6 separate regions of the Mus musculus genome follow, and regions 2, 3, 4, 5 and 6 are each linked to region 1. The links are chromatin contacts, called in public Hi-C, HiChIP or PLAC-seq and promoter capture Hi-C maps. All regions are on one chromosome and are shown on one strand. The core of a region is the stretch at or near the end of the contact, and the rest is flanking DNA. Distances in the headings are between cores, read along the strand shown.

Region 1 (3,610 bases), core at 639-3,138:
ATCATGGATGTCCAGCAAATGTCTGTCAAATGGATCAAGGATGTGCAATCCTGGGTCATGCCATGATACCGGCGTATTTCATGAAATCAGCGTATTTCCTTGAAAGCCCAGACTCCTCCTTGTTCCATGGCCAAAACGCAGTAACTTCAGATCTACTTACTCTTTCCTGATTTAAATTTGTACCATGCTTACTACATTGATAGCGCCTAATTTTAAAATTTCAAAGTAACTCGTGGTATTTTTTTTAATTATTTGTTTCAAGGAAAGTATTAATCCACTTAAGATTCTGTCATATACCCATTCTGTAAAAATACCCATTCCAGTCTGTCACGATTATCTGCAGATTAGTTTTATTTTGGTGAACATTCAGACACCAGCAGACACAACTTACTCTCAGAACCTCCTACAGCACCTCTGGGTTTTGATAAATCTCTCTTTTTTTAACCCCCACAGAGCTTGGGTGAGAACAACCAAAAATGCTTTGCTTGGCATTTACAAGAGTTAAAACAAAAACAAACAAAAACCAAGGGTTAAGATACATCGATTTTTCAGTGCCTTGGCCTGGGTACGTAGCTGAAGTCTCCAGCGTTTGTCTAGCAGGCTCAAAGCTTATGACGAAGGCACCTCCTAAATCATGAGTGAGCGCCTGAAGTCTCCTGCACTCGAAACAGTTCACTCCTACAGTCTTCCTTCTGAGTGCTCCCCCTTAGCATAGGATGTCAGACACTGACAACTCCAAAAACAGGACTGTATAAGTAGCGAATTAGCTTCTTCCCTCATAAAGAGCTACTAGAGAAGTGAGAGAATCAAGTGATCCCTGGTCTTCATGCAGTTTTCTCACAGGCTAACGACCACTGGTAATTAAAGAATAACAAAGACGCAGGGCTGCTCAGACGTAATGGGCTCGGAAAAAAAGCCTACACTGATCTGACTACCTCCCTGGTGGGCCGGGGCGATGGGTGGCAGTGTGCAGGTAGAGTCTCAGAGTGAGCAGCTGATGGGCTCGGCCTAGGTGGATCCAATCCCTAAGACGTAAGGTGGGCGGTGCCTACATTGGGGAAGCCGGTTGCCTTGCGGGTGAGTCTGGAACAGAGAAATTTCGGCGTGCAGGACCACAGGGGAACTAGGCAGTCTACACTTGGACCGCCGTGGGCAGAGTCTGCTCTGGGGAGAGTTCCTTTGCTCGCGTGGGCGGGGACGAAAGGAGAGGCGTGGACTCTATAGGCGGGGCTGAGGCGAGCCCCGCCTCTGAGGCGTGCGGTGGGCGGAGCGTACCCCGGAGCCAGCAGCATTGCCTTCGTGGGCGGGGCCTAATGGCCCAAGGAAACCGCCGCTCGCGCGGTCCCGGGTCTCCTCCGCACTGCACGAGCGTCACCGCTACCAGGCTTATGGGGTAGAGTTTTTCGTGCCTGGAAGGCTACAGAATAGTCGCCATACATCTCACATGTGCATTCCCGCTCCTCACTGTCCTTTGCTCTCCTCCCCGTCCCGGCTCAGCGGCCGTGACTTTATCACCTCCGTTGTCCGCACACGCCTCCCTCTCCCCAGTAGCTCCCTCCCTGATGGCTCCACCAAAACCTTCACAGCCCGGCACACGAGCCGGTCCGCACCGAGGGGGTGGGGACAGGCCGCGCAGTGGGCGGGGCGACGCTGCGGAGCGTTAGGGCACGTGGGGCCGTGTCGGCCAATGGCGTGGCGTCGTTGAGGGCGGCGAGGCGGGGAGAGGGCAGCGTGGGGCCGGCGCGGGGCGGGGCCTGGGGCGGGGGCGGGGCCTGCCGGGAGAGGGGCGGAGAGACGCCGCCGCCGCTGCCGCCGCCGCCGCCGCCGCCGCGGCTGCCGCAGCCTCTGGGAGCCTGGAAAAGGGGAAGCGAGAGCGGACGAGCGACTCAGTCCCCGGGCGGCGGCTGCAGCGGCGGCGGCGGCGGCCGGGGCGGCGCGACGGCCGGGCCGGGGGCGCTTCTGCTGCTGCAGCGGCAGTGGCGGCGGGCGGAGGCAGGGGCGGCGGCGGCGGCCCGCACCAGCCATGCCGAATAAAAACAAGAAGGAGAAAGTGAGTCGGGGCCGGGGGCTCCGGGACCGGGTCTGGGGTCCCCGCGTCGGCGGGTAGGGGCGGGGCGGCAGGTCGTCCAGGCTCGCGGGCGGGCCCAGGGCGCTGGCAGGATTGCATGGAGCTGGGGAGGCCGCTCAGGCTCTGAGGTGGCGCTGAGGTGCCGCGGTCGCTCTGGGTGGCGGCTGATGCTCCGTGCAGTGCTCTGCGTGGCGGGGGCTGGGGTGCTGGAGCGTTCCGGACTCGCCCCAGAAACCCTCACTTGTGAGGTTTAAGGGTGGGAGGGGAGAAAGGGATGGGCCGAGAGCTGGGGTTACGTGTCCCTACCTGGAGTTTTCACCTCCCTCCCCCGCCCCCCAACACAGACATGAAGAGAAACGGAATTTGAAGGCTGCTGGTATTGTGAATATACTCAATATGATGTAGTTTGCTGCTGACATATTAAAGCCATCAGAAGCTCTCAGTGATATGTATCAATTTAGAAACTGCATTTGAGCTGATGCTTAGCGGTCCAAATATTGAGAACACTAATGGTTTTTTGTTGTTGTTTGTTTTTGTTTTTTTGTTTTTGTTTTGTGATGATTCCCAGGAACCACCAAAACCGGTGAAAAGTGGAAAAGGTCCAAAAGAAGGACAAGATACAGCAGAAACAGAGGTAACCTCTGGACAAGCTCATTGTTATTCTTGATCAGCCTTTAATCTAGGGTCTAACACGGAGGCTCTACAAACCAAAGTGTTTCTGAAGTCTTTTCTTATGAGTTACTTATCCCCCCCCCCACTCTTTTATTAAAGTGTGCACAGCGAAACTGACATTTTAAAAACAGTTTTGTGGCTTCTAACAGAGCTCAAGCCCTCCCAGTGAACTGGTCTTAAATGGAGTCTCTAGCTTTAGGGTCTGCCCCCTCGTTCCTTTTCTGTGTCTCTGGCTCTCTCAGTGACTTCCACGGTCCTTGCTTTCCTTGCTGCAGCCTCGAACTGGTGTCCTGGGCAAGCTTCTCTTCTGCTGATGTCTGGTCCTTTTCAACTAAGTGTGGATGTGTTTTGGTGGCTCTAATTTGGGTACTTTTTTTTTTTTTTTTAAACAGTCTTCTATTTCCTTTCCCACAAGCTCCTCCATCCTCTTTGGTGAATCCTGACTTTTCTTGCTTCCTGGCTTTGGCTTATTTCAAGAATATCTGGAATGATCCCTTGGGTCATTTGGTGGAATCTGTGATCCTTAATAGAGTTGTGCCCTTGGGGGATTTTCAGGGCAGGCCCCTTGACCCCCCTTTTTTGGCTTTGTTTTGTATCTCATTGTCTTGGAACTAGAGTGCCCAAGCGAAGAGGCTCAGGCTTTAATTTCAGGGCACCTGGAAGCTGCTCCTTAAGTCTCCCCTCTCCAGAGCCGGATCGTTGAGATTTTACCACAGACATTTCTAATTTGTGGCTGTTCGGCCTCTTCTTCCCGAAAGCTTCATTAGAATGAGTTAAATTCTGCCCTGAAGATAATCTGCAGGGGTTATTTTAGCTCCAGGTTGTCTTCCCCCCCCCCTCAATTTGGTGTGTTCTGTGCCTCCCTCCTCT
Region 2 (3,610 bases), core at 492-2,991, 1.5 Mb before region 1:
TGTCAGGGAGCAGACTAGAGGTGGAAGGTCTCATGGAAAGAAACATGGCCTTGGATTGAAGCCATGGCTATAGCATCTAGGCCTGGGAGACCCTGCCTTTCCTATGGTCTCATGTACTGTCAGGTTGCTTTGTTCAGTGTGAGGGACTATGTGCTTGGTCAGCAAGGTGGCTACCCTGAGTAACACCCAGAGTTTGGCATAGGCAATGTAGCTGCTTCTCCTTTCCTGTGCTTAAAATTGAAGATGGCGATGAATATGCATCATTTTGAAATGATAATATAAAATCAATGCAGAGGTGTGATTCCATTAATAGATGGCTGATTAACAGAATCTTTTAGGAGCCCATTTGTTGCCCAGAATGAAACTGGCTGGAATGAAGCAGAACTCAAATGGCAAGCCTTCTTTTCTGATTGAAACACACATAAAGTGCTTGGTCCTCAGCCTTCCCTCCATCGAGATGATTGCAGCGATCAATATTCCAGTTTGCTTGGCTGGCAGCATGCAGGACATCAGGATGGATGATGGACCCAGGAAGTACTGCCAAGCAGAGCATTAAGTTATTCCCATTTGCCAGTTTCTGCCTTGCCTGATGAAGCAGAGCTAGGCCATGTTGGTGCAAGCTCTATCAGGGTCTCTGTCTGATGCTGTAGACCTCTACATGGTTGGCTCCCTGAGGCTCACTTTGGAACCACTGAAAATGGCACATTTTCCAAGCTTCTGCCGTGCACTTAACATAGAGTGTCACAGGCCATGTGATTCATCCTCCTAGAACCTCCAAGGTGCCCGTCGTACACATGGGGGTTTAGGGACGTGGTGGCATGACTGAAACTAGAGACCAGGGTTGCTGGCTTCTAAAACCTAGGTCCTCTCCACTCTTCCACGCTCCCCAGGAGGGCAACCATAAGCCTGGAGCCTGTGGGCAGTGAGGGCTGGCCCATGGAAGCCAAGTTTACTAATGTCACGGTGCTTCATCTCTGCTTTCTCCTTGAACATTTCATGCTCTTGGTAATCCAAGCTTACATATGATGCATGCCTTCAGCCCTTTCTGTGAAGGGCTGATGGAGATGCTGAAGAGTAGCTGCTACTGAGGAAATTTGCCTGGATGTGACTCTCTGTAATTAGCTATCTGGAAGAAGGAACTGGCCTTTTTGTAGGCCTCTGGGTTTTTTAGGTGGGGCCCAAAGAGATTATGTAGTGTTTCCTGACTAGGGCAAGGGCAGTTCATGACTGTGCACTTGCTGAGCAGATGGCAGTGGGTTTGCCTTTAGAGAGGATAGCTAGCTATCTGTGCAAGGGAAGGGTCAGTGGGCTAGCCTTTTCCAAGGCTTAGATGCCGTGGCCCACAACTCATAGGTGAAGCCCATGTTGATAGCACAGGAGAGAGAAAGAGGCATGATCGGCCCCCCTCACTTCCCTTTGGTACAAGTGCTCCAGGCCTAGAGAGACCTTAGAGGTGAGATGGACTGTTAGCATCAAGGGTGTGGGTTTGGTGAAGGACCACAAGGACGGTGCCCTTTCTGTTATCAGCACACTCTGAGGGTGTGAGTGCAGCTGGTGGAAAGTGGAGGAAGAGCAGTCGCTGCAGCCGCTCTTCACTGCTGTGTGCAGGATCTGAACAAATATCACCGCAGAAGAAACTGAAACATAAGCTGGCGACGATCTGGGTCTAAGAGAAGAATGCACTGGTAGGAGTGCAAGCCCCCACTCTGCTCACACAGGCTCACATAAGGATCAGAGAACAAGATCACACCCGCCCAGTGCCGCAGCTGGGGCCCGTCCTTTACAGACTCCCTCTTGGGGTCCACCTTAGAGCTGTGCCCATTTCACCCGGCTCACCAAGGTCAGGCAGGTTCTACACCTCCTCTGCTCCCCGCCTTCCAAGTGCCGAGAAGGAATGAGAATGAGGTGGACAGAGAAAGAAGGAGGAGAGCTGTGGGGCTGGGTGGATCCACCAGCTCAACCAACCTCCAGCCTTGGCCAGCTCAAGGTAATGGTGGAGAGTGCAGGGATGGGGTGGGGGGAGGGTGATCAGAGACAGCCAGAGTCAGTGTTTCCTGGGGAGGATGGATGCTTCCCTGAGCTTGTAGTTAACGTCTTAGTAGTAACCAGGGCGTTTCTGAAAGATCATCTGATGGCATGCATATATTCTCTGCTCAGCCATTTGTTTGTATGTGCCTTAACATTTCTGAGAGATTTCCAGATTCTTACTGATATGTGTACATTTTTGGGGATGGTTGTCCTTTGACATCAGCAGCCCCCCACTCTCATCCCCACCCCCTTACTCTCAGGTTCACCACCTTTGAGAGTTTAGGAAGCAGCGGAGAGAAGGTCTTCACTCAGCTCATCCATGGCTGTGGCTCAGCTCAGGGGAATCTAGGAGGCCTTGGTGAGATGACGGAAGCTGGTCCTCAGGTTGCTGGGGACTGGGCCCTAGTTGGGGCTGACAGTGCTGGACAGGGGCAGGGTGGTTTTAGTGCGGCTGCTTTCTTCTTCCATGTGCTCCTGGTGGAAGCTAGTGCACTCCCAGGGCAGCTGCTGCTGGTGGCTGCATACTGCATACAAATCAAAGAAAACTTTTGGACCATAAATACCCTGAGAACTGTGGTGCATTCTCTCTGCTTTGGATAAAGAGGCTCTTCCTGAAGCCAAGCCTTTTATTTTAAAGATCAGCAAAGTTTCACACATTGGTGCTTCAGTAGGCCCTGACACTCAGTTTTGCTAGTCAATATGGCAATCCCTCTGTGGGAACTTGTGGTGCCAAGTGTGGGGCGTTTCTAATAGATAAGCAGAGATGGAACATAGGCAGGTGGTGTGTCCGGCCAGCAGATCACAGGTTTGAGTTCTAGCCTGGAAAGGCATTTTGGAAACCTGGAAGAGAAGAGGGACTGGGCTGAGCGAGATAAGGAAGAAACCAAGACAAAGGTCTCTGCTCAAGGTTCAAATTTTACTATTCCTGTACTCCGTTATGAAGGAAGGGGGAGGGGCCCGATTCCCGCCAAATAATCTTGGGATCCAGTAGCAGGGTGACCATGTGTATGGCTCCGAACAGCAAAGCGGCAGGTTCCAGCAGTGGGCGAGGCAGAACGATTGAGCCAGCAAGCTCCATCCAGGTATAAACAGTGGAACCATTAAGGCTGGGGGAGGGGAGGCTACAGGCAGGACCCTTGGCTTGGGTCCTGACTTGTAGGAAAGGGCACTTCAGTTGGATTTGGGGTAAAGGGCTGGTATGGGCAGGCTGTGGGCTGACCAGGTTAGTGATAGCAAGGGTCTGCCATGAGGATTTGGGCTTCCTGAGGCGAATCTAGAGTGTTTTCTGTCTAACTGGGAGCTATCAACAGTTTGTCAAGTAGCATTCCAAAGGAGATCTGCTAAGGGGCTGCTGTGAAGGTCTAGGCCCAAGGACAGCAGTGCTGTGCCAGTCATAACTTAGAGAGCTTTGCTATGATTCCTCCTCCCTCCTCACGGAGCCTCAAGATCCATGATATGAGCAAATGTAATGAAATCTTTAGGGCTTAGGAACCCATTTGTTTATAGAAAACCTATGTGTTTTGCATAGCAGATTGAATTTCCACATCTCTCAGCCTTGGGTGGTGGGTGTCAGTGTAGAAGA
Region 3 (3,610 bases), core at 368-2,867, 1.5 Mb after region 1:
AGCAAGGAATTGCTACAAAAACCCAATAGAAAGCAGCAAGTCCCAGGCCACTGGGATTCTAAGAAAGTACTTAAAGAGGTTTCATCTCATAGGCTGTGCAGAAGTGTTGAGCTGTATCAAGACTGGTATGATATCAGCGATTGACTTTAATCCTAGCATTTGGAAGGTAGAGGCAGGGGGATCTTTCTCAATTCAAGGCCAGCCTGGTTTATCTACAAACGGAGTTCCAGGATGGTCAGGGCACAGAGAAAACTTGTCTTGACCTCCCACACCCTGAAAAAGAATGTGGTGTCACAGGAGGGTCTGGAAGGAAAAGGTAAACAGAGGATGTGGAGGGACTTCAGTGGTCTTGGTGTTCTCCTCAGCATCGAGGCATCCTGGCACTGTGTCCTTATTCTAAACTGCCATGAGTCCCGACACAGTGAAGGCCTGCTATCCAGTACATTTACACCCCACCCCCACCCCTTTGTCTCTTGCTCCTGGACTTCCATTTTGGTCAGTTTGGTTGTATTTGACTACACAAGTGACATGTTCCCTGTACTCAGTGTGGCCTCTACTCTTCCCACCTAAGTTTCTCTGGCTAACCATATTTCCCAGTTGTTAGTTTTACAATACCAGATTCAATAAAAGATCATCCTACTCGAAGGTCAAATGGCTGTCTACTGAGACTGCCTATGCCTGCAGAGTTTGTGAAAGTGACAGTAACAGCAAGCTATTACCTGGCAGCACACTGTAAAGAGGGGAACATGTCTGAGGTTTATAATGTGGTTTCATACATTTTCAAACATCGGCCTTGCCAAAACCTAACTTGGAAGAAACCTGTGGAATAATGGAAAGAAGGCACTGGCTTTGAAGTGATGTTTCTTGGCACGGATTTTTAGCTGCATCCCTCCCTGAGTAACTTGAGTAGGTAACAAGATGCTCACAGTTGATGGTGGCATGCCCCTTTGCCAGAGCCTATAGTTACACAGGTTCATCCAAGTGTCAGCACAAGGACACAGTCCATGCTGAGTGGACCTCCACTAGAATCTAGCTCCTGGACAACTTCTGTGAGGATGATACTAGGGCCCCTGGCCCTCCAAGTCTTGAGGAGTAATCCCTCTTTCGCATAGAAATTGATGTCTGAGCAAAGTCTTATCTGTCCAAGGGACTGACAACCACCCCTCCCCTCATACAATCAGGAAGACTAACTCCAGAAACACCTTCGCAGTGTGGAGGACTGAACGCCGTGCACATCCCTGCCCTCGGCGTGATGGAGTCCCGGACACTCTTGGGGGACTCTTGGGGATCTGGAGGACTGACCCCGGACACCCCCGCAGTCTGGATGACTCAGCCGGGCACTCTCTCCGTCACAGTCGCGGGGAACCCGGTGGACCCTCCCTGTAGTAGGCGGCGCAGGGGCTGACCCAAGGTCAGCGTGTATCGCAGAGTCCTTCGCCCGCGATCTACCTGGGCCCCACCGCACCCGGTCCCGGACCCTCCTTAGTCCCCCGGGTTGGGAACACAGCAAAAAGCCCAGGTTCCGCTCTTACCTCCGCGGGACCAAGACCACAGGCAACACCAAATTCTGCTACAGAATGGGAAAGGTCACAGAGCACGCAGGCGCCGCGCAGGGCCTGCTGGGAAAGCGGAAGGAGCGGAGACACCAGACGCCGGCTGCCCGGCCTTCCGCGCCTGCGCACCACAGCGCCCCCAGTGGTCGCCCGGGTGTTACAAGCTTCGGAAGGGATTAGTCCAAACCAGGAGGAGCTGGGAGAAGCCTACTGTGTTTCTAGGTGTCATAAAACTGACCAGATTTCCCAGGGTTTGTGGGTTTCCAGGAACAGAGGACTTTCAGTGCTGAAACCAGGACAGTAGATAATCCGGACAAATTGTCCTTAAGTAAATAAGTAAATAAAGCCCCTTTTACATGGTTTATGGCTTTAATCCTAGCCCTCAGGAGGCAGAAGCAGCAGGATAAATGTGACTTTCAGGCCAGCCTGAAAACCTAAACCAAAATTCGCGTGTGTTGGTGCATACCTTTAGTCCCAGCACTCAGGAGGCAGAGGCAGGAAGATCGCTGAGAGTTCAAGCCTAGTCTATTTTTTTTAGTGAGTTCCAGGACAGCCAGAGCTACACAGTGAGAACCTGTCTAAAAAAAAAGAAAAAACAAAAACAAAAACAACCAATCAGACCAAAGGCCAGACATAGTGGCTCGGGTCTTTCATCCCAGCGTTTAAGGGGCAGAGGCACAGGGTGGAGGGTGGAGCGTGGGGCTGTGGGTCTATTGAGTTTGATAGCCTGGGCTACTTAGTGAGACTCTCACACTCCCTCCTCCTCCCCTCTCCCCTCCAACAAACAATAAGAGCAAAGGAAATAAAGCAACAGTGACAAGGGGAAACCCTCTTTACTTGAATTTTTTTTTTTTTTGAGATAGGTCTTTCTGTAACTTGTTATGTAGCCCAGGCTGGCCTCACACTCAGGGATTTGCCTGCCTCTGCCTCCTGTCTTCTTGGATTAAAGGCCTGCACCACTATGCCAGGCTTTTGGCATTTCTTGCCATTTCCCCCTGTATTGCTACAAAAATTTTTGCTCTAATATTTGATTAAGCAGCCATGCTGTGCATAGTAATTATCATTAAAATTGTTGTAAAGCGTTGCAGAGACTTCTGCAGGAACGCTAGGGACTGGACCTAAGGTTTTATGTTTTAAATAAGCATGCTAGCTGGGTGTGTCGTGATATAATCCTAGCACTTGGACAGTAGAGGAAGATGATTAGGGTTTTAAGAGCATCCTGAAACCCTGGTTTGGTTTTTAGAAAACAAAACCAAAACAAATGAACAAAAATTGTTATTGCTTTTTTTTTTAGTTTTTTTTTAAGTTTTTTTTTTTATGTGTATGAGTGTTTTGCTCACATCTATGTCTGTGTACCAAGTATGTGCCTGTTCGCTCTCAGAAGTTAGAAGGCATTGGATACCCTGTAACCAGCATTATGGATGTTTGTGTTCTATCACACTGGTGCTGGGATTTGAACCTGGGTCCTTTGGAAGAGCAACAAATGCCCTGAGTCACTAAGGCATCTCTTCAGCCTCAGACTTCTGTTTAAGAAATGACTGACATCTGAACAGAAACTGAACAAAAGAAAGCCACCTATTGGGTTAAAACAAATTAGGCATGTATAGCCATTACCCAAGCAGAACACAGAAGAGCTAGTCAGGAACCCAGACAAGCAAGGGAAGACAAAGGTGTCGCACACACAGAAGGAGCCCAGTCCCCTCGGCCCAGAGCAGCTAGCGCTTTCCTCCTCCCTCCTTTTCTCTTTACTTTTTTTTCCCTTAACAAATATTATTACGTGGATGAGAGTGGGGAACAATCCCCAGTGCCATGGGGCCCATGTGGAGGTCCGGGGAGCGAAGCTGTCAGGCATCTTTACCCACTGAACTGTCTTGATAACACCACTTTATTGCTTTAGTTTAAAATCACTATTATTTTATGCATACGTGTTTTGCCTGTGTCTAAGTATGGCTTCAAACTCATGACAATTCTCCTGCCTCAGTCTCTAGTGCTAGAATTACAAGAGTGGGCCACTTTATCCAGCTTTTTCCTCTCATGGTGCTGAAACCATAGGTGGG
Region 4 (3,610 bases), core at 326-2,825, 1.5 Mb after region 1:
AAAGGGAAGAAATAAAGTGTATCTTGTAAAGATTAGAATCTCAAACTGAAACCCCAAAGCTATATTTAAAATGTGGTATGGCATTCTGCTCAACAATTCTGAAAAGCGTCCTGACTGATCTTCATGATGGTACTTCAAATACTGATATGTTCTTATCCCTATTTTAGAGGGAATTCAGTCTCAACTCTGTCAAGGACACAATATGAAGAGGTACCAGAACAATTATTTGACCCCAGCTCTTCTGACGCCCACTTAGTGCTCTTTCCATTACAAGGCAATCGTTTAAAAACATGCTTAGCATTCAACAAGCCTAACACCAAAGGATTTAAGGATCAAGTAGGTTAAATCTTAAAACTCCACCAACACCAGGGGTTGGAATCAGTTCAAAAGGAGGGAGAAGAGATTATCAAGAAACAGGAAATTATTTGAAGGGGTGGTGGTTTGTAAACTAATGAGCTTGGGTGCAGCATAGCAGAACGACAGTATTCAAGTAAAAATGCAGAGACATATTTCCCCTCTGAAACGTGATCTTTCCACGTAGGCTTCAATTTTTTTTTTCTGTGGATCTGGGATATATAAACTCAGTGATAGAAACACTGGCCTAGTCCTGCAAAGCCCAGGTTTGACCCCCAGCACTTCTAAAACAAGCGAACAAAAAAAAAAAAATAGATTGTGTGTTATTTTATTAGTCTGAGATTTTTTTACTCAATAGACACTCTAAAAACAACACGCCCAACTGGGTACAATCTATGTCACGTTTTTTCCCATTAATTACGACGTATACACTTCACAAAAAGCCTATTTAAAAAAGGAGAGAATTCAGCATCCACTGCTGCTTGTACCGCACGCAGGTAAAGGAAAAGGCAAAGAAGGTGGCAACCCCCAAAACGAAGGTCTTCCTGGCCAAAAGCATCCTTAAGAGCAGGACAAAGGCTCGAGTGACACACAACCGGCTCAACCTTAAGGACATAGGGACATCACGCCAGGTGGAGCAAATGTACCCACGGAGAAGCCTCGGCAAGGGGATTCCTAAGATGGCTCTCTGAATCCACGCACGGCATGCGTTCCTCCCAGTGCAGGGGAAACACATATTCCGAGCGTGCGAACACCGCACCCGGGTGCCCTCGCCGAGGAAATCGAGGCACCGGTCGCTGGCCGGGAGGGGCCGTACACGCCGCAGCCCCGCGCAGCCCGCAGCCCTGCGGAGGCCGCTCGCCCTGTCGGCGACCCCGCCCACGCTCGCTCTCTCGCCCGCCCGCTGACAGCCGCCGCCCCCACCTGCCCCTGCGCTCGCTCGCCCTGCACGCCCGCCCGCCGCTTCCTCCCTGCCGGGCCCGCCTCGCGCGGGGGCCGGGGAACGAGGCGCCGCCGCCCGCACCCACCGGCATCATCGCGGCGCCGTCCGCCGCGCCCGCGCCGCCTGACAGGACGCCGCTCCGGCCGCCTCACAGGCCTCGCACCCGCTGCGGCGCCCTGCGGCCCGGCTGCGGCGAGGCGGCAGCTGCGGAGAGCCGCGCAGCCCTCGCTCGTCCTGTCGCGCCGCCCCGCGTGCCGCGTCGCCGTCCCTCAGCCGCCGCCACCGCCTCTGCCGAAGCCGGCCGCCTTCCGCCACCCACTCGGCTCACCCCGCAGGCTGCGGAGGCCCCGCCCCACGCGTCGCTCCCCCACCCGCCTACGCCACCTATGATTGGTCCGGTGGGGGTAGGCGGGATAAGAGGGCGGGGCTTCTCCGCCGCGGCCAGGTGAGAGCGCGCTCGTGCGCGTCTGCGCTCTCGGCGGCGGGGGAGGGGCGCGCTGCGGACGCCGACCCCGCCCCTCCTCCTGCATACCAGCAAAGGGGGCGTTGGGGCGCCCAGGGACCTCCGAACCTTGTGTCTGCGAGACTTCGGCTCAGGGTCACCTCGGACGAATAGGAAGCAAAGGACAGAGAGGAAAGGGCGGCTGGGTCCGGCCCACAGTCGCGACCGGTGGAGACTCGAACCTCTCAGGTCCGAGAGGCCAGTGGCGAGCTGGCCACAGACCAACTCTGACCGTAACATATACCCTAGGTGTCCAGCGCTATGCGAGGCTACAGGCCGGATCCTATCAGGCGGGCACAGGGTGTCCCCGATGTGTCTGCATCAGCCGATTGCATACCGCTCAGTGTCCCGGGCCCCAGAGACCTGGGACTCTGCCCCCGCTTCCACCGCGGGCTGAGCCATTGAAGCCTTCCTGGACAGGACATACAGGCTCTCAGCCTCAGCCCTTCACACGATCCATCCCAAGACCGAAGGACCCATCCCCACCTGTGTCAGTATCCTTGGAGATCCAGCTGGAACGTCCCAGGGCAGAGTCCAATCTGTACCTTCAGGGTCCAGGTCTGTCCTTAGAATGCTGTCTCCTGTGTCATTTTTCCCTCCAACTAGGGAGCCTGAGTGACAGAGGGTAGAGCAGGCCCCAGAGCAGACCCTCAGCAGAGGCTGCCGGGTGGGCAGGCACCCTTTCTGAGTACTCCACATTGTGCCATTTGCCTGAACTCTGACAGATGAGACACAACGGCTGATGAGCTGCACCGGGCTTAAACTTCCATGAGATTCCAGAAACATGAAGACAGCTGGATGACCCCAAACACAGAAAGGGTAGATCACCTTGGGAAGTACCCAACCCCTGGAGAGGGCAGCAGATGTTGATCAGGGGCAGTTTATAGCCTGTCTGGTTCTCTGAGTGGCGGGAGGCTGCTGCTAAGTCGGGGCAGAGAGAGGGAGGAGGCCAGAGTTACACCAGCCCCCTTATGGGCAGCCACACCTGAGCTTAAGAGGCCATGGGGGTTAGTGATTGAGAGCGTGGACTTTCCAGTTGAACAGACTTGGTTCCACACCACTGCTGACACACCCTCGCTGTGTGATCTTCAGCGAGCTCATATCTGTCATAGGATGTGGTAGGATAATAGTACCTCTCTCTCAGGTGTGATGTATGAATACTTCGAGCAGTTTGTGACACGTGCCAGCTGCCCTGTGAATTCTGTAGTTACGTTATCGTTAGCAAGCAGGTTTGGTGTAAAAATGTCCCTAGGGTTTTAAGACTGAATACATGTGGACCATGAATGGTCAGTGACACACCCTTTCTGGGAACAGGATTGAGTGGTTTCAATCAGATGTCAAGAGACCTGGGTCCCAGTTCCAGCTCTGCTTCATTTCCTGCGAGGTCTCAGGCAGCTCATAATGTTTCTCTGAGCCTTGCATTTCCCATCTGAAGCAGAAGCAGGCTTAGATTCCATCGTCTCTGGGGCCTTCCAGTCCTGATGCACTAATGTCCCTGAGCTGTAAAGGGATAGATGCTTGTGCCCAACAAAAGACAAGCCCAGAAAAATGTCACCCACTCTCCTGAGAGGACCTTCACTACAAGATCTTACCGGAGGCGGGGGGAGGAGAAGAAGAGGTTTTAGGGGAACTGGAGAGATGACTCAGTGCCAAGAGCACTGACTGCTCTTCCACAGATTTGATCCCCAGAACCCACATGGCTGCTCACAATTCTGTGTAACTCCAGTTCCAGGGAATTACATCCTCTCTTGTCCTCTTCAAACGGGCACACACACGTGGCACACAGACATATACATAGAAACAAATACAAT
Region 5 (3,610 bases), core at 643-3,142, 1.4 Mb before region 1:
TGGACCAACACAGTTTGCAGCTCTGACCATCAGAGTCTTAAACTGGAAGGGCTGCCCTGGCCTTTGACTGAACATTTCTGCAGGATGCTTTTTGTGGTTCTCAGACTCACGCCTTCTCACTCCCTGCAAGCCTCTTCCTGCTAACCCAGTGCTAACTTCATCTCCCCCAGCTTAGCCTGTGGGTCTTCTCCTGGAAGCTGTGGGGAATTCTTGTGGACTGTGTCCAAGCCCTGCTGACTGACTGCTGTCCCTCTCTCCCATCCACTCATTCATTCACTTATCCGTCCATTCACTCTCCGGGATGCTGCTACGGGGATGGTGCTAATGACGATACCCAGTACACAGTCAGTATTCTATAAATGGCAGCCACTGCAGGCCAACCAGATGCTCAAGGCCGAGAGAGAGAGAGAGAGAGAGAGAGAGAGAGAGAGAGAGAGAGAGAGAGAGAAGAGAGAGACAGAGAGAGAGACAGAGAGAGAGACAGAGAGAGAAAGAGAAAGTAAGTCCTTGTCCGGACTGCTTCACACTGAATTCTGCTCTTGGCCTATGTGGGTCCCTCACCTGACCTCCAGCCTATGAGAAGTTCTTACAGGCCATGGCCCCAGGCATCCCTGACTTCCCACTTCACTACTCAGGAGCCAGCACACAGAGCAGGCCACAGGAATGAACACATGTGAGACAGGAACTTGGGAGGGTCCTTGGTGCTGCTCAGGAGCCCCTCGCCCTGCGCCTGCATCTGCCACTGTGCTTGCTTTCCAGAGCCGCCCTGATTATAGTGAGCTGTGGGAAAATTAAGGGTTTGCAGGAGGCTGCCAGGCCCTGCTGCTGCCTCCCCGCCCTGCTTGTCACAGATGCCAGGCAGAGCCGTCCCCAAAGGCCACTTGCCCTACTGGGCTGCCCAGACACAGCACAGAAAAGGGGCTTCCTCCTAGAGACCTTCTCATAGCCTAGACTTGAGAGTAGCAAAGACCACTTACTCCTGGACAGTGGGGGAACTGAGGCCCAGAGAACCTAAGAGAGCATCCCATGGCCTCCAGGGGCCCAGGGTATTGGGACCTCAGGATAAGGGAATCCAGAAAGATGATGTCCCCCACATGTGCCCAGGGACTGCACTGGTGGACCAACCCTGGGCATCAGGGTTGCACACCTGCATGGCTCCTGTCTGTCTCTTGCAGCCAGCCCTTGCTCCAGGGGACCTTCCCAGCTCCCATCCTGCTCCCTCAGGAGATTCCGAGATGTCGCCCACGCAGCTCTTGCCCCAAAGGAACCTTGTTCTGATGGGGTGGGCACACACGAGGAATGAAACACCTCTAAACCAGGCAGGAAACGGAAATGCTAGGGGCAGAAATTCCCAGCCAACGTGCAGGGGCTCTGTGAGCAGGTCAGCGCCTGCAGAGTGGCCCTGCCTGCCCAGCCTCAGTTTCCTCGCCTGTCCATGGGGAGGACTGCTGGCGGCCTGCTAGGGCGGCCGGAGATGAAGGTGCCCGAGGCATGCGCGGGCCCACGCGCGGCCCACGCTCGGGAAGCGGTCCCTGGCCAGTCTCCTTCCGGCTCTGCGGCCTCTCCAGGGCCGCCCCCCGAACGGGGTGGGCTCAGCCGGGCCCCCTACACCCGCCTTCCGCAAGTCCTCAGGCCGCACGCGCAAAGCAGCCGCGGAGGCCCGGCCGCCCCGCCCCGCGCGAGGGCCCCGGGCCCCGGCGCCACCCAGGGCCGCCGCGGGCGCGCGCAGGGACCGCCCCAGCGTGGTGCCCGCCGCCCAGCCCCGCCCCGCGCCCTGCCAGCCCGGCTCTCGGGTACTCACCGCCCGGCGAAGCCGGCCCGGCCGCCGGCCACCCGTCCACATGGCCCCGGCTCTGCGCGCCCGAGCCCGCGGCCGGGGCTCCCCAGCGCCCCGCTTCCCGCAGGGAGCGCCCGCCCCCCGCCCCCGGCCCGGCTCCCCGCCAGCCCCGGCCCCGCGCAGCCGCGGCTGCTCCGGCGCTTCCCCGCGCCGCGCCGGGCAGGGCGCACGTGGTGGGCGCGGGGCGCACAGGGCGCGGAATGGCGGCGCGCGGGGTGAATGAGTCCCGCGCGCATGAATGGCGGCGGGCATGAATGGAGGAGTGTGGGGTGCAACGCCTTGTGTCCCGGGCCCTGCTTGGGGGTGGGGTACCAGCATTTAGTAGGTACCTGCTGTGTACCGGCCACTCAGGTCCCCAGGGACTGACTTGGCAGTGAGAGACAGGTCCCTGCCCTCAGGGACCTTGCAGTTTACAGACAGGACAGTGACTTCCAAGGGTGTAGTCCACTGCTCTGCCCTTCAAGTTCTGGCCGATGCCTAGCCCCCATACCTGTCATGGGTTCCTTAAACTGCAGCAGCCCCCCTATATACTTCCAAGACTGGCCTGTAAATCTCTGTCTGGGAGCTCCATAATAGTGGAGGGGCTCCTTCTTTCCAAGAAGTAATCCAAAAGGAATCATGACTTCAGGAGGGCAACTGTGACTGTGGTAGAGCATCCCTCTCTGGCCCCAGTAGCGCTCAGGACTTGTCAGGTTATTCTGGCCCTGGGTGAGACACTGGCATAGTGGTGCTGATAGTCCCAACCAAACTGGAGCACGTATGGAAGCTAACTAGCATAAGTCCCGAGAAACCAGGGTCCCCCTTCTGCCCCGGGAGCATCTTTCCAGTCTAGTAGAGTCAATCACATGGGGCCAGGAAGGATCTGGGGTGGGGGAAAAAGACAGCAGAGCCTACCTTTGGCTTCTCTCAGGGCCTGTGGGCTGAACGGTTGAGTGTTAATGGTTTCCGAGGGAGATAAGGGGATACTAGCAGCGACTACAGCACGTATGTTGACATTGTACTGTGGTAAACATACATGTCAAGAGTTAGCATTTTAATCACCTTTAAGTGTACGGTCCAGGGGCAGCGAGGACATCCATGCTGTCACGGGGCTGTCACCACCATCCACCCCTCGGCCTTATGTGCTGTGTACATTGCAGCTTCTCTCTCCTTTAATTAGGGGAGTAGCTGGTGCACTCAGGCACTGTGACAGCACAGGAAAAGTGTGCTGACAGCGAAGGAAGAGAGAGAGGCAATAAAAGTGAGTCTCCAGGAGGAACAGGCAGACACGGGGGTGGGGGTGGGGTAGAAGTTAGGAGTGTCCCTTATCTTCCCCAGGGACATTACTCTGTAATAGGTGTGGAAGGGGAGGGTTCAGTGAGCCTCAGGATGCTCCTCCTAACTCTAGGAGTATGGACCACAACTGAGGCAGGTACAAGAAGGCAGCCCTGGCCCACGGTGGCCAGCTTATGCTAACTTCTGACTCACTGTGGATGTGTCTCTTGCTCTGGGGATCTGAGTTAACCCATGCTGAAGTTAGAGGTAGCATGGGCCACCAATCCTGATCACTGCGGTCCTCCTGACAGAGATGGAACAGTCCTTAAAGTCCTACTTTCCCCCATACAGGCCTCCAAAGGCCTGAAGGGAAAAACAGAGAACACAGATGTAGCCCATAGAACTGGGTTCTGTCTATATTTCCTGCCCTGGGCTGTAGCCTTCCCTTAGAGATGGGTCCTGCTCAGGTGAAGCCAGAACGCTGTTCTCCTCTGCCCTGCCTCCTCTGCTGCCAATGCA
Region 6 (3,610 bases), core at 460-2,959, 1.4 Mb after region 1:
AGCTGACAGGCACACAGCGACGGATGGTGACACACACCAACTCAGACTTCCTGTGGGAAGGTGACACACAGGGCGGTCCGAAGCCAAAGTGTGGTTAGGTGTCCCACTGAGCGCCGAGGACAGGTGTCTCCCGGTCCATGAGAGCTAAGGATGGTGCTCCTGCGTGCACCGTCAACCCTGAGGAGGACTAGGCAGTCTGGAAGCCTAGGTTCACTCCAGATGTTGGCACAGAACTAATTCAGCCGTAGTCAACATCCTGAAGGTGTCAGTGCGGGGGGGTGGGGGTGTGGGGGTGGGGGGGGTGGGACAAGGTAGCTGCCCCTTGCTGCTCCCCTTCAACTTCCTGGGGCATAGAGGGGTCTTGCTCAGCATTCCCCAGCTTTTTGTGAGTTTGGGATTTTGAAGGATGGTGGGAGAAATTGAACCTGGTCAGAGAACAACAGAAGAGGCAGCTCCACCGTACCAGAAAGCACAGAGAAAGTCTCCCGAAAGGGGCCCGGAGGGGACAGCACCAGGCCAGTGTGAGGAAAGGCGTGTCCTACAGTACACTGCAATGGGTTCAAATGACAGTGCCAAGAGGCACTAAGGATGGGGTGGAGTGGCTCAGGAGCCAAGTTTGAGGAGGCCGAGGACGTGAGATCTGGTGCTGGGCAGGTTTGGTGGGCTGCCAGTAATCCCAGGGCTCAGAAGGCAGAGACAAGTTCCTCAGAGCAGGCCGACAGGCTGAATCTGTGGACTTTGGGTTCGTAGGGCAAGTGATGGAGGAATATATGTCAGACATCTGCCTTCCACACACGCACACACATCAGTACGGATGCAAACGGACATACACGTATGTACATACAACACACACACATACACCACACCACACAGGGCAGGAGGGAAGGGAGAACATGCTTTCAGACACAAAGCTCTGGCACCAGAACTCAAAGGTCCCCCAAGCCATCGCTACAGCGTCCAGTGGTGAACCAGAGCAATCACAGGGCTTGGTGGAGACTGGACAGAGGACATAGTCAGGGGCGGGTTCTATCTGTGCACCCGCAAATGCCAAGGCCTTGAGGCAGCTAACCTTGCTTTACAAAGTGCCACTGAGCAACTTCTACTTCAACACTGAGAACCTGTGTCTCAGACAAAAGCACAGAGCTCCATGCTCCACTTGGCCGCCTGCCTTCCGGAGAAGTAGGGTTACACCAGCTCATCCCTCCAACTGGGCTAGAGTGTGTCCAATTGTGTCAGAGAGAGAGCAAAGCTCCTGGGTAGCTGATTTGGCCAATTACCCAAAGAAGCTAGAGGGTGAGGCGCGCGCGGTGGCTCACACCTGTATCAGTGCGAGGAAGGCTGAGGCAGGACTGCTGAATCCAAGGCCAGCCTAGGCTACACGCACAATGTGACTCGTCCTTACGAACACCACAAGAAAAACAAAAGTCACAGATCAAATCTGCAGCGAGTGGTCACGCTGTGGCTGGCCTGGGACTCTAGTGCGGAAAGCAGGTCCCGCGCTCAGTTCGATTCCTTCAAACCCCGCTACGGGCTTGAAGGGGTGCCCCGCTGGGGAAGCTCGTTCTTGAGTCCCGACCTGGGGCGCTCGAAACCCACAGTGTCCTCTGTCCTCTCCCGCCACCCCATGTTCGGCCACTCGCGATCAGCTAACTCACCTCCCGGATCAGCGACCCCGCAAGTCTCCCGCGCGCTCCGCCCGCTCCTGAAGCCCCGCCCATCTCAATCTTCTCTTCCAATGAGAGGCCAGAGTCCGAGTCTGCTCCACCCAGAAGAAACGAAGAGGCGCCTACGTGGCTGACTAATTGGCCAATCCGAAGTCACACTCTCCCTAGAGGGGCGAGGGTGCCCCTCCGGTCTTCACCGCCGATTGGTGGCCAGCCGTAGGGGCGGGATCCTTGCACGGATTGGAGAAGGGCGACTCTGGGGCGGATACTACTCTCCGATTGGTTCATATTACGAGCTCTGGCTGCGGATTGGGCTTCGGAGCTGTCATCGTGTCTGCGGGCGGGGCGGGGTGGCGCCTTGTGTGGGCTCAGCGCGGGCGGTGGCGTGAGGGGCTCAGGCGGAGACATGTCCTCGGGGGTGGCCGCGCGTCGCGACGCCAAGAAGCTTGTGCGCTCGCCAAGTGGCCTGCGCATGGTGCCGGAGCACCGCGCCTTCGGAAGCCCTTTCGGCTTGGAGGAGCCGCAGTGGGTTCCGGACAAGGAGGTGCGTCCTAGCCCCCGGGTCCCCAACCCGAGCCGGGGCGTCTCCCGCCTCCGTCCTAGGGACGCTCGGCCGCGGCTCCCCTCCGGGCGTTCCCGCTGTCCCTTCTGCGCTGTGGGGCGTTTTCCATTCCTTGGCGGTCATTGGCTGCGCGGTGCGGAGCCCCGGGGAGGCCCGAGGGGGAGCGGTGGAGCGGCTCACCCGTGAGCCGTGCGCGAGTTTGGGGCTGGAGTGTGTCCGTGGGGCGAGGGTGAGGGAGTCCGCCTCCACCTGCCCACGGAGGAACGGTGCCAAAGGGTTTGCAATCTTCGAAGTTCTAAACTCTGCAAAGCTTGGCCACTTGGGAGAAAATAGGAGCAATTCACGCATTCCATGCGATTTTATTTCAAAGCAAATTAAATATCTTTAAAAGACACCAACGAAAGTACTGGCGACTTTGATAAACTTTGAAACAACTTTTCTTCATTTATTCATGTGTGTATGTGCCTTTGTCCCCAATGTCACAGCGCTGGTGTGTAGATCAGAGGATAATTTGTAGAAGAGAGTTTTCTTAAACCATCTGGGTCCCAGGGACGGAATTCAGGTCTCAGGTGTGGCGGCACGTGCCTTTACTTGGTGAGCTATCTTAATGGCTCGTGTAAATTCATCCATGTTTCTGTTTCTCTCCCTCCTTCCCTTTCTCCCTCTCCTTCCCTTCCTCCCCTCTCCCCCTCCCACCTCCCCGTCCTTGGCCTAGCACTCATAAGATCTGCCTTCAGAGTGCTAGGCATGCACTACCACACGCCTCTACCACACACTGTTGCTATGTTGTCCTCGAACTCCTCCTCCCTCAGCCTCTTGAGTTAAAGATGTGCTTCACCACACCTGGCCTCCTCCCAAATTTTTTAAGTTAGAGTCCCTGCTTGGAATTCTAATCAGCTGCTCTTCTTTCCCCTTGAGAGCTCATCCACAGGTGGCCGAGGCCAGCGGCTTCTTAGAGTGAGGTCCAGTGTTCTTGAAACAGGGACTGGAGAGCCACCCGTGCGTGCAGCCAGAAGGTTGTAGCCTGGCTGCTGTTGCTCTGCACCCCACCCCACCCCCCAAACTCTGAAGTTCCTGAGAGCCCTGAAGGAGAAGGTTCATCTTGTACTCAGAGCCCCTGGCTATACCAGGTGTGTCACTGAGCCGTCCCTGCCCTCCTGGTTGTGCCCTCAGTTTTGCACTTTACCTTTGTACTTAGGCATCTGAGCACATAGTTCCTCTTGGGTGCAAAGATAACTGAGCACAACCCTCGAGTGCACTTAGCGTCCCTGAAGTGGGTGTGGGCTTAGGAATGGGCCAGCGTGATCATTCGTGGTGTAGGTAGGTGTCTGAGTTCAGGGTAGTGAGTTCCAGGCCAGCCAGGGCTATACAGTGGGACCCTGTC

Evidence for each region. Promoter capture Hi-C pulls out the DNA fragments that hold promoters and counts their contacts. Hi-C and Micro-C count contacts between places; a contact is called where the count stands out from the background. HiChIP or PLAC-seq counts read pairs in DNA pulled down with a chosen protein or histone mark.
Region 2: an H3K27ac HiChIP or PLAC-seq map of T-cell acute lymphoblastic leukemia shows a contact between it and region 1, with 4 times the contacts expected there. The contact joins the enhancer-like site here to the promoter of Ppp2r5c in region 1. A contact is called at or near these places in 3 of 39 promoter capture datasets (3T3-L1-derived adipocytes, the C10 cell line and frontonasal cranial neural crest) and 3 of 115 datasets of contacts at active chromatin or transcription factors (T-cell acute lymphoblastic leukemia, acute myeloid leukemia and astrocytes).
Region 3: a contact with region 1 is called in a Hi-C map of B cells, with 7 read pairs. The contact joins the promoter of Atp5mpl here to the promoter of Ppp2r5c in region 1. A contact is called at or near these places in 3 of 39 promoter capture datasets (liver and pre-B cells) and 1 of 484 Hi-C or Micro-C datasets (B cells).
Region 4: a promoter capture Hi-C map of liver shows a contact between it and region 1, with 4 times the contacts expected there. The contact joins the promoter of Ppp1r13b here to the promoter of Ppp2r5c in region 1. A contact is called at or near these places in 2 of 39 promoter capture datasets (liver and pre-B cells).
Region 5: a promoter capture Hi-C map of pre-B cells shows a contact between it and region 1, with 7 times the contacts expected there. The contact joins the promoter of Begain here to the promoter of Ppp2r5c in region 1. A contact is called at or near these places in 4 of 39 promoter capture datasets (the C10 cell line, hippocampal neurons, liver and 1 more).
Region 6: an H3K27ac HiChIP or PLAC-seq map of extraembryonic endoderm stem cells shows a contact between it and region 1, with 7 times the contacts expected there. The contact joins the promoter of Xrcc3 here to the promoter of Ppp2r5c in region 1. A contact is called at or near these places in 3 of 39 promoter capture datasets (cranial neural crest, liver and neutrophils), 1 of 115 datasets of contacts at active chromatin or transcription factors (extraembryonic endoderm stem cells) and 1 of 9 other capture datasets (liver).

What each region holds. Positions count from the first base shown.
Region 1 is chr12:110,445,336-110,448,945 of GRCm38.p6, forward strand. Ppp2r5c (protein phosphatase 2, regulatory subunit B', gamma) reads left to right here and starts at 1,889. Exons shown (of 16, transcript NM_001373949.1): 1 at 1,889-2,050; 2 at 2,637-2,702. The coding sequence starts at 2,024.
Region 2 is chr12:108,923,075-108,926,684 of GRCm38.p6, forward strand. All of the region lies in intron 2 of Wdr25 (WD repeat domain 25), which reads left to right. Among named protein-coding and RNA genes, the nearest start is that of Wdr25, 31 kb to the left of the region's middle. Within about 2 kb of position 1,742, at least 7 of the 459 cell types and tissues checked have an H3K27ac peak or open chromatin away from gene starts, as enhancers often do. A contact at or near this core is called in T-cell acute lymphoblastic leukemia, where this site is marked.
Region 3 is chr12:111,965,392-111,969,001 of GRCm38.p6, forward strand. Atp5mpl (ATP synthase membrane subunit 6.8PL) reads right to left here and starts at 1,618. Exons shown (of 4, transcript NM_027360.3): 1 at 1,533-1,618.
Region 4 is chr12:111,906,480-111,910,089 of GRCm38.p6, forward strand. It overlaps Ppp1r13b (protein phosphatase 1, regulatory subunit 13B), which reads right to left and starts at 1,576. Exons shown (of 17, transcript NM_011625.1): 1 at 1,383-1,576. The coding sequence starts at 1,391.
Region 5 is chr12:109,066,325-109,069,934 of GRCm38.p6, forward strand. It overlaps Begain (brain-enriched guanylate kinase-associated), which reads right to left and starts at 1,893. Exons shown (of 7, transcript NM_001163175.1): 1 at 1,802-1,893. The coding sequence starts at 1,843.
Region 6 is chr12:111,812,170-111,815,779 of GRCm38.p6, forward strand. It overlaps Xrcc3 (X-ray repair complementing defective repair in Chinese hamster cells 3), which reads right to left and starts at 1,710. Exons shown (of 8, transcript NM_028875.3): 1 at 1,656-1,710; 2 at 1-50. Zfyve21 (zinc finger, FYVE domain containing 21) reads left to right here and starts at 2,001. Exons shown (of 7, transcript NM_026752.4): 1 at 2,001-2,208. The coding sequence starts at 2,071.